Regions from separate parts of the Anser cygnoides genome. Here region 1 is linked to region 2. A link is a contact called in public Hi-C data. All regions are on one chromosome and are shown on one strand. The core of a region is the stretch at or near the end of the contact, and the rest is flanking DNA. Distances in the headings are between cores, read along the strand shown.

Region 1 (3,904 bases), core at 1,270-3,769, 240 kb before region 2:
TTTGGATTTATTTATTTCATATCAGTTGCCAAGACAGCAAGGGGCCCAGCTGTGCTTAAAAGGCTATGTACTTACTAGAGGTACTGGTATGGCTGTGATGGTCTTAGGAAATAGCCAAGAGAATATCTCTAGTAGAGTTAATCTCAATTATTGCCAGCTGAGATACGCAGCACTGAACATAGATTTTGGGCACACCACCTCTAGTTTAAATGTATTTTGCACAGCCTTTTCTATGTCTTTCATTTCCTTGTGGGGAAAAAAAAATCCACACCAACATTAAAAAGTAAAATTTTAAGTACCTGTATTCAGAGCTGATCACAAAAAAAAAAAAAAAAAACCCTCAAAAATATTACCTCCCCATTTTTTACTCCTTCTCTATGAGCATAGTTGCTGCACAGGGGCAAAAAACTCAGTCAAACAGGCAAGTAATTTTCTACTGGAAAGAAATATTTCTCTTTTGAGGTCTAAAAAGCAAATCATTTGCTTTAAAGCTTAGTCACGTAATATTTGTGTATTTACAGTTTAGTACAACAGAAACAGGAAATAATTAACTTGATAACAGGCTTGGATCTCTTGTAAGTAGTCTGATAAGTGTATGATGGCAAGTTACAACTGTTATTGGAGATTTAGACTGAATTTTCCATTTTTAGCTTGTTCCTAAACCCTTTTTACCTAAACTCCCTGGTCAGCTCACTCAAGTGATGTCTTATGGTATTTCAGAAATAGAAATCTCTTTTTTTCCTTTTTAAAAAAAAAAAATAATAAAAATTGTCACTGAGTGCTGACAGGAAAACTCATGTTTAAATAATCAGTGACCTGATGGATCAGATTGAGTTGCACAGTTCCCAGTAGCTTCCATATGTGTCTTATCTTCAACCCAAAATATCAACCTAAAAATAGCAAAATCATACGAGTTTTTCTTTGAAAAATGTCAAAATAAACCAAGGCAAGAATAAAGAACAGTATGTTCTAAGACATCAATTCATGTCTTCCAGGCTACTGCTTCTGGTTTAGACATTTTTACACATTGTTAACATTTTTCTTTTTTTTTATTGTTATTTTTATTTTATTTTTTATATGAACTTGGAAATGAAGCAACTTTGGACTTCCAAAGCATACACTAAAAAAATGCCCTAAATCATATTTTCTGAACAGCTGTCCCCAAACAGATTCTAGCAGCAGTCATGGGGTGAGTTTGCTTTAATATACATTTACTTTTAATTGGACAGTGGATTATTTTCCTTGGAATTGCTCAGAAAATATAAGGCAAGGCTGAAGCCTCCACTGGGAAGGAGATTTATTGAGCAGAATACCAGGATAATTCTCATAAGCTACAGCAAGACCACACAAGAAAAAAACCCACAAAGTGAGATCTAGGGATCTTCTGGGGAAAACAAGCTAATGACCTGACATTTGTTCCTCCAGCTGGGGTCCCAGACCATAAGGAAGGGGAGCTCTTCTTGAAGTCAAGAGCTCTTCTTCAACCAAAGCACTATAAGCAGAGATCTACGTGAAGCTGGCTGGCAAAGAGCTGCCATGAAGTCCTGAAGTCCAGCTGGATCTCCAGTGGCTCTTGTCATGGGCACAGGCCTCCTTGCCACCCCTGATGACATCTAATCTCAAGAATTTTTCTTGGAAGAAGGGCTGGCCCCATGGGAACCGACTGTTGTTCCCAGTACTCGGACTTCTCCCTGCGAAATAACAATGGGTTTTGTTGTATTCCCAAGCAGTAAAAACAAAATCTTTCACGTGTGCAGGCTGGCAAGGGAGAAAGAGAGCAGGGAGGCATTGCCTCAGGCCTAGAGGATGTACAGAAGCCTGTGCACCATCAAGGAAGAGAAGCCAGCGAAGTGGTGCCATGGCTGTGGAGCGGGACCACCTGCAGCCCCTAGCAGGGTGCTGGCAGATCCCACCCAGCCCAAGGAGACACCCCTGGGTGGCGACAGGGACCAAGCTGGGCTGGCCTAGGGCGCAGGAGGCACCTGGTGTTCAAACAGACAGGGGGTGCAGCTTTTCCCGAGAAGACGCGACAGAGGGAGATGTCTGCAAGCAGATCTGAAAAACTAGGCTTCGCTAAGCTGAACATGTCCTAGCTGTTTTCAGCTCACTGCCGTAGGCAAGTGAGCAAGGAATGAGGACCATGTTGGCAGGTTATGAGGTACGGAGGGGCTTCCCAGAAAGCTTGGGCCTGCTAGAGCTCCTTTAGTACCCCAGCTGCCACCCCCTGCCCTGGGACGGGACCTGCCACCATCTCTGACCATGCTGGGAGCCCAGCTGCCATCCAGAGACGTGCCCAAATGCCTCCTCTCAGGAAACCAGTTTCAGAGCAGGATGTCCAGCCGTGGCATGGAGCAGCAGGAACGCGTGCGAAGGGTGGCCGGGAGCCCAGCTGTCCGATCGATGGCGGCTTCCTGGAAGTTCAGCCGAGCGCTGGCAGCAAAGCAGCAGCACAGCTGGGGCTTTTCAGGGCCACAAGGCTGAGGTGCAGAGCCAGCCCTCCTTCCTCCGCACCAACCGAGGGGAGGACTGCCTGAAGGATGCCCCAGCCCTCAGGGCTGCTTCGCTTCTCATGGGCAAACATGCCCTTTACCTCCCTGCTATCTGAAGTCAACATTTACCTAAGCCTGTTGTCAGCTCTCTGCTGTGATGCCACTAATTGATTTCCGTTAAATCAGAGGATTGCTTATTCCCCAGATATAATATGATTTGCAGACTAGCCCCTCGAAGCCCTGTCATTACTCATGAAACGCAATGTGGATCAGCTCCGCATCTCCTCGAGCTGGTACAGCTTGCAAGGCACAGGCATCTTGCAATAAAGCCACAGGAAACCAATGTAGGGTACTTCTGCTGGTTAATTAGTGTCTCCAAGTAATCTGAGCCAGAAGTTCAGGGTTTCCACTGGTGACTGGGAGGTGGGAAAAAGGGGGATGTCAGCAGTTTGGTCATCCCCCAAATCCCTGACAGGTTGTACCTGGCCTGCCTGGTCGAGACAAATGCCCTGCTGCAGCTCTGCATGGATGGTGACACGGCCAGCACAGTGCCATACAGACACAGGGGCCTGGCATTTATTTTTTGCCTGAAAAAGGCCTGTTAGATGGAAAATAAAGGGGCAGGGTAGAAGCCTCTGCAATCAGCACAGCCTTTGCACAGCTCAGGAGAGCGTGCTTCGACAGCAAGCTCCCTGCTGGTGCAGAAAGGACACGGTGCAGGATTTGCAGGCGCCCTCGTGCTCAGCTCTCTGCGCGGATCGTTCCTGGTTTCCATGACTCGCCGGCCCCTCCTCTGCTCCGAGCGTTTGAAGCTGAGCTCTTTGGCCAAACAGTCCTTGCTGAAATGTCAATACGCCGCTGGGACGCCGACTTGTAGGGTTCATCATGGTTTCCAGGCAGTGCGTGGCTTTGCTTCTCTGCTTTCCGCTGCTGATTCCACTTTCTCTGGATGCAGGTACGTCTGCAATTACATTTACTGGCAGCAAACCTCTCTGCTGATACACTGGCATAATCCTTACTGCGAGCTTTGAGTGCTGTTGCACACAGAAATGTTTGTCCTGCCTCTGGTTGTGCCTGTGAGCTGTTCGAAGGCTCTTGTTTGCTTTCAGTGATGGCAGCCGTGTGCTTGTTTTGCCAGCTGAGGAAAATCCCTTCCACGCTCATATGCGCATCTATCACCTCACTGCACAGGCAGCAGGTCAACCATCAGCTGCCTGCCTATGAGGTGAAAACAGGAACCTAGATTTATTTTTATTTCATGCTGAGCCATGGTATTTTTCAAAGCAGAGAATCGATAGCCTCTCATTCAGCTGACAAGAAATTAAAGAGGGGAAGACCGCTATGTTTCCATTGCAGTAGATGGGAGCGAGGTGGCAGCTCTTCGGTAGTTTCAGGATGTGTCTGAAAATCAGCAA
Region 2 (3,563 bases), core at 1,007-3,506:
TCTGTTGCCACTTCTAGTTTCCACTCATTCTGCATTAAGCAGTATATAGCAGTCCTTTCCCCGGCCTGGGTAAAGGCCATAAACTGCCGGACCTTGTCCTTCTGTGACGATTTAAGCTTATGCTTTGGGATGCAAAAGAAGCAGGAAAGCCAATGAAGCTAATCCAGAAGTTTGTTTCAGCATTCTACTACTACTGCCTATATTTAAAAGGGTTTAGTTTTCTCGTTGGTGACAACTTTCACTTCAGAATTACAGGAAGACAAAGCCTTGTTCTTCTGCAGTTAAAAAGACAGCATTTTCTTCTGAAAATCGAAACAACAGCATCTATATGTACACTTTTAGCAAAAAAAATATTCCACTAGTAATAGAGTTATATGCTGCTCTACTGCTCACATATGCAAGAGTCTTTTCTGTTCTGCTCTGTAACATCAGCAAACACAAGTTTCATCATATACAACACGGCTATATCCTGAAAATATGACCATTGGTCACATAAACAAGAAATCACACAGGCCTGATGCACAGATTCTCAGATCCTGCGTAAGTCCTTTGGGAATGGAGAAAGTGAGAAATCTGCTTAAAGGTTTTCCTAACGCTAATGCAAAGTTTAATCATTTTAAGCGATCAACTGAAAGTCAGAAGCATTTCTCACATTTTTATGTTAGGAACTATTAACTCGTGCCATCAGAAGATATAAGACCAAAAGGAAACGAAGCACACACCCCAGAGGTTTGCTGAATGCTGCAACGAGTCTATAAAGTTTCTGTAAACATGATCTAAAACTTTAATTTTCTCTGGAAAAAAAGCTATTTGCACTGTTAGCACATTAACCAGCAAAGCGGCCTGTTGCAGTGGCACCGAGGCACCACTAAGGGGTCCCCCTTAATGACAGCTAATTGCCGCAGCCACCAATTGCAGCACCCCCAAGTCTGTGGGAATAAAAACAAGAGGCGGGAGAAGGGATTTTCTAGGGAGCAAACTTGCCGTCGCCATCGGTCAGCGCGATCCTGCTGGAGGAAGGAGCTAGCTTAAACCCAACTCTGGTTTTTTATCACGTTTTGACACCACTGGACGCGTTATCTGAGAAATCTGTCTCAAGCTGCTTACTGCTGCCTGAAGCAGCGGGTGAAGCAGAAAACACCCCCCCGGGGGTGTCCGAAATATCGGTGGGACGGAGGCTGCCGCTGGCAGGGGGGGCAGCACGCCGCGAGCGCGGGACCACCCCCGGGTTTCCTCCTTATCTCTCGGACACAGACGGAGCCTACGGATGGGCTCGGGACAAGCAACGCACGGCACAAACAAGATACGGACTGCGGTCTTTCCCTGTTTTATATAAGCAGAAAAACGCAAAGCTTTTCGCGTAAGAAGGACCCCCCCCCCCCCCCCCCCCCCCAAAACCAACAACAGCAGCGTGCTTTGGGATGAACCCCTCAATAACCCCTCCCTTCTGACGAAGGTTCAGACACCGGAGCCGCCCCCCCCCCCCTCACTAACCCCTCACCTACCCAAACCCCTGAGCCAGGGGGCACCCAGCAGGGGTCGGGGGGGGGGGGGACACCCCAAAAGAGCCATGACCCCCACACCTGAGGGGCCGGGGGGGACGGACAGGGGGACAGACGGGGGGACGGACACGGAGGGGGGGTTGCGCGTCCGCCCGCAGCCCAAAAAAGGGCAAGGTACGCGGCTGCCGGCTCCGTGCCCGCCCCGGGTCACCTTCCCCGCTGCCTGCCGGCGGCACCGGGGGGACACCGGGGGGACACCGGGGAATGGGGGGGGTTGGTCCCCGCTCGCCCCCCGCCGTGCCCCGGAGCAGGGCTCGGGACGCGGTGCCGGGACGGGAGGAGGGACGGGGGGGAACGGGGCGGGGAATTGGGGACCGCTGCGCTTAACGGGGCGGGCAGCCGAGGGCTGCCCGGGGTCCCCCCCGCCTCCGACCCGTCCCCGCTCCCCGCTTCTCGCCGTGCCCCCCTCGCTCCCTCCCCCCCCGCCCCGCCGCCTACCATGTTCCCAGCGGCGCTTCGCCCAACTTCACCGCCCGCCGCCGCCTCCCGCGCAGGCGCCGAGCAGCGGCGCCGCCTACCGCCGGCCGGCCGGGCAGCGGGATCGCCCCGCCGCCTTCCTCCTCCTCCCTCCTCCTCCTCCTCCCGCGCCGCGGGTTAGGCCGCGGTCGGGCGGCGGACTACATCTCCCGGCGTGCTCCGCGCCGCGCCGCGCCGCCCGCCGAAAGGAGCAGCCCCGCCGCCGCGCCGCTATATATACCCCGGACTACATCTCCCATGAGGCAGCGCGCTTAAAGGAGCCGCAGCGGCCGAGCGAGGCTGGCGGTGCCCGGGGGCCTTGCCCCGCTGCCACCGCGGCGGGTGCGGAGCCCGGCTCCGGGAGGGCGGCTGGGCGCTGTGCGGTAAGCGGGTAGCGCCGGTCGGGGGGCGAGCGGGAAGCACCTCCCTGAAACACCGCTCCGGCTTCCGCCGGGGGATGGGGACCGCTGCTCTCCAGCTCCTAAAAATGGCAAAACCGCAGGGATTTCACCCAAGTTGTGAAATATTGCCACTTTATTTATCGCAGCCAGCGGCGTGGGCGCGCTCCTGCCCCTCGTTTATCCCCCCGTTTCTTAATTTTAAACGTTTTAATTCCTGTATTCGTACACCTTTATTCTGTAGCCAACTGCTGGCACCGAAATCCACGGGCTCGGGTTTCATTCATTGCAAGGAAACCAGCAAGGAAACCAACCCACCTCCGCCCACCCCCACGGGTCGGGACCAGGGATTTCTGGCACCCCAAAAGCCCAGGTGGGGCACCCCAAAAGCCGTGCTTGACACCGTCCCGACACCTTCGTACCCCTCCCTGCCGCTGCTGCTGCTGCCTTACGGGCACAGCGGGTCCTCTGCCAGGGGCTGCCTCCAGGCAGCTGCACCCATCTTGTGGTAACCCCAGGCCGGGGCTTGAAGGGCGAGATTTGGGCTTACACACGCTCCTGCGGCGATACACCCAAATGTCGTGTGGGTTGTGTGTCTTTAGGATGCTGTGCTCCGGTATGAGTGGGTGCTTTATCGCGTGTAGCCTCGGGGGGGGTGGGTTTGTGTCAAGGAAATGGACCTGGTTTCGCACCGAGATTTTGAAGTAGCTTCTGGGTAAGGAACTCACGAACAATACCGGTTTTGCCTTTAATATAAGTCTGTTTTATAATATAAGCCTATTTTAAAATCACAAGGATCAATAATTAGCATTCAGACAAAATGCCTCCAGGCCATGCAGCCTTTCACATCAAGGTCTCTGATCCGAACTGGTAGCGCGAAGTCCAGCAAGTTTTGCTCCTGTTTTTTCCCTGCAGATATGTTTCTCTCACAAGTATGATGTAATCTCTTTCAGTTAAGGTTCTTTTCGTTAAGTTTTGTATAAATCACAGAATCGTCTAGGTTGGAAGAGACCTCCAAGATCACCTAGTCCGACCTCTGACCTAACGCTAACAGTTCTGAGACCGTATACATACCAAGTGAATATAATACAATTTCTCAGGATAGGTTTCAGAAACTACAAGGGGTTACTGATATAAAGGAAGAATG

The links. Hi-C and Micro-C count contacts between places; a contact is called where the count stands out from the background.
Region 1: a Hi-C map of liver shows a contact between it and region 2, with 5 times the contacts expected there. The contact joins the promoter of F7 here to the promoter of TMCO3 in region 2. A contact is called at or near these places in 2 of 7 Hi-C or Micro-C datasets (both in liver).

The regions. Positions count from the first base shown.
Region 1 is chr1:148,120,148-148,124,051 of Taihu_goose_T2T_genome, reverse strand. It overlaps F7 (coagulation factor VII), which reads left to right and starts at 2,519. Exons shown (of 8, transcript XM_013197422.3): 1 at 2,519-3,444. The coding sequence starts at 3,375.
Region 2 is chr1:147,875,833-147,879,395 of Taihu_goose_T2T_genome, reverse strand. TMCO3 (transmembrane and coiled-coil domains 3) reads left to right here and starts at 2,256. Exons shown (of 13, transcript XM_013197485.3): 1 at 2,256-2,401. DCUN1D2 (defective in cullin neddylation 1 domain containing 2) reads right to left here and starts at 2,128. Exons shown (of 7, transcript XM_066990529.1): 1 at 2,001-2,128; 2 at 1-122. The coding sequence starts at 2,003.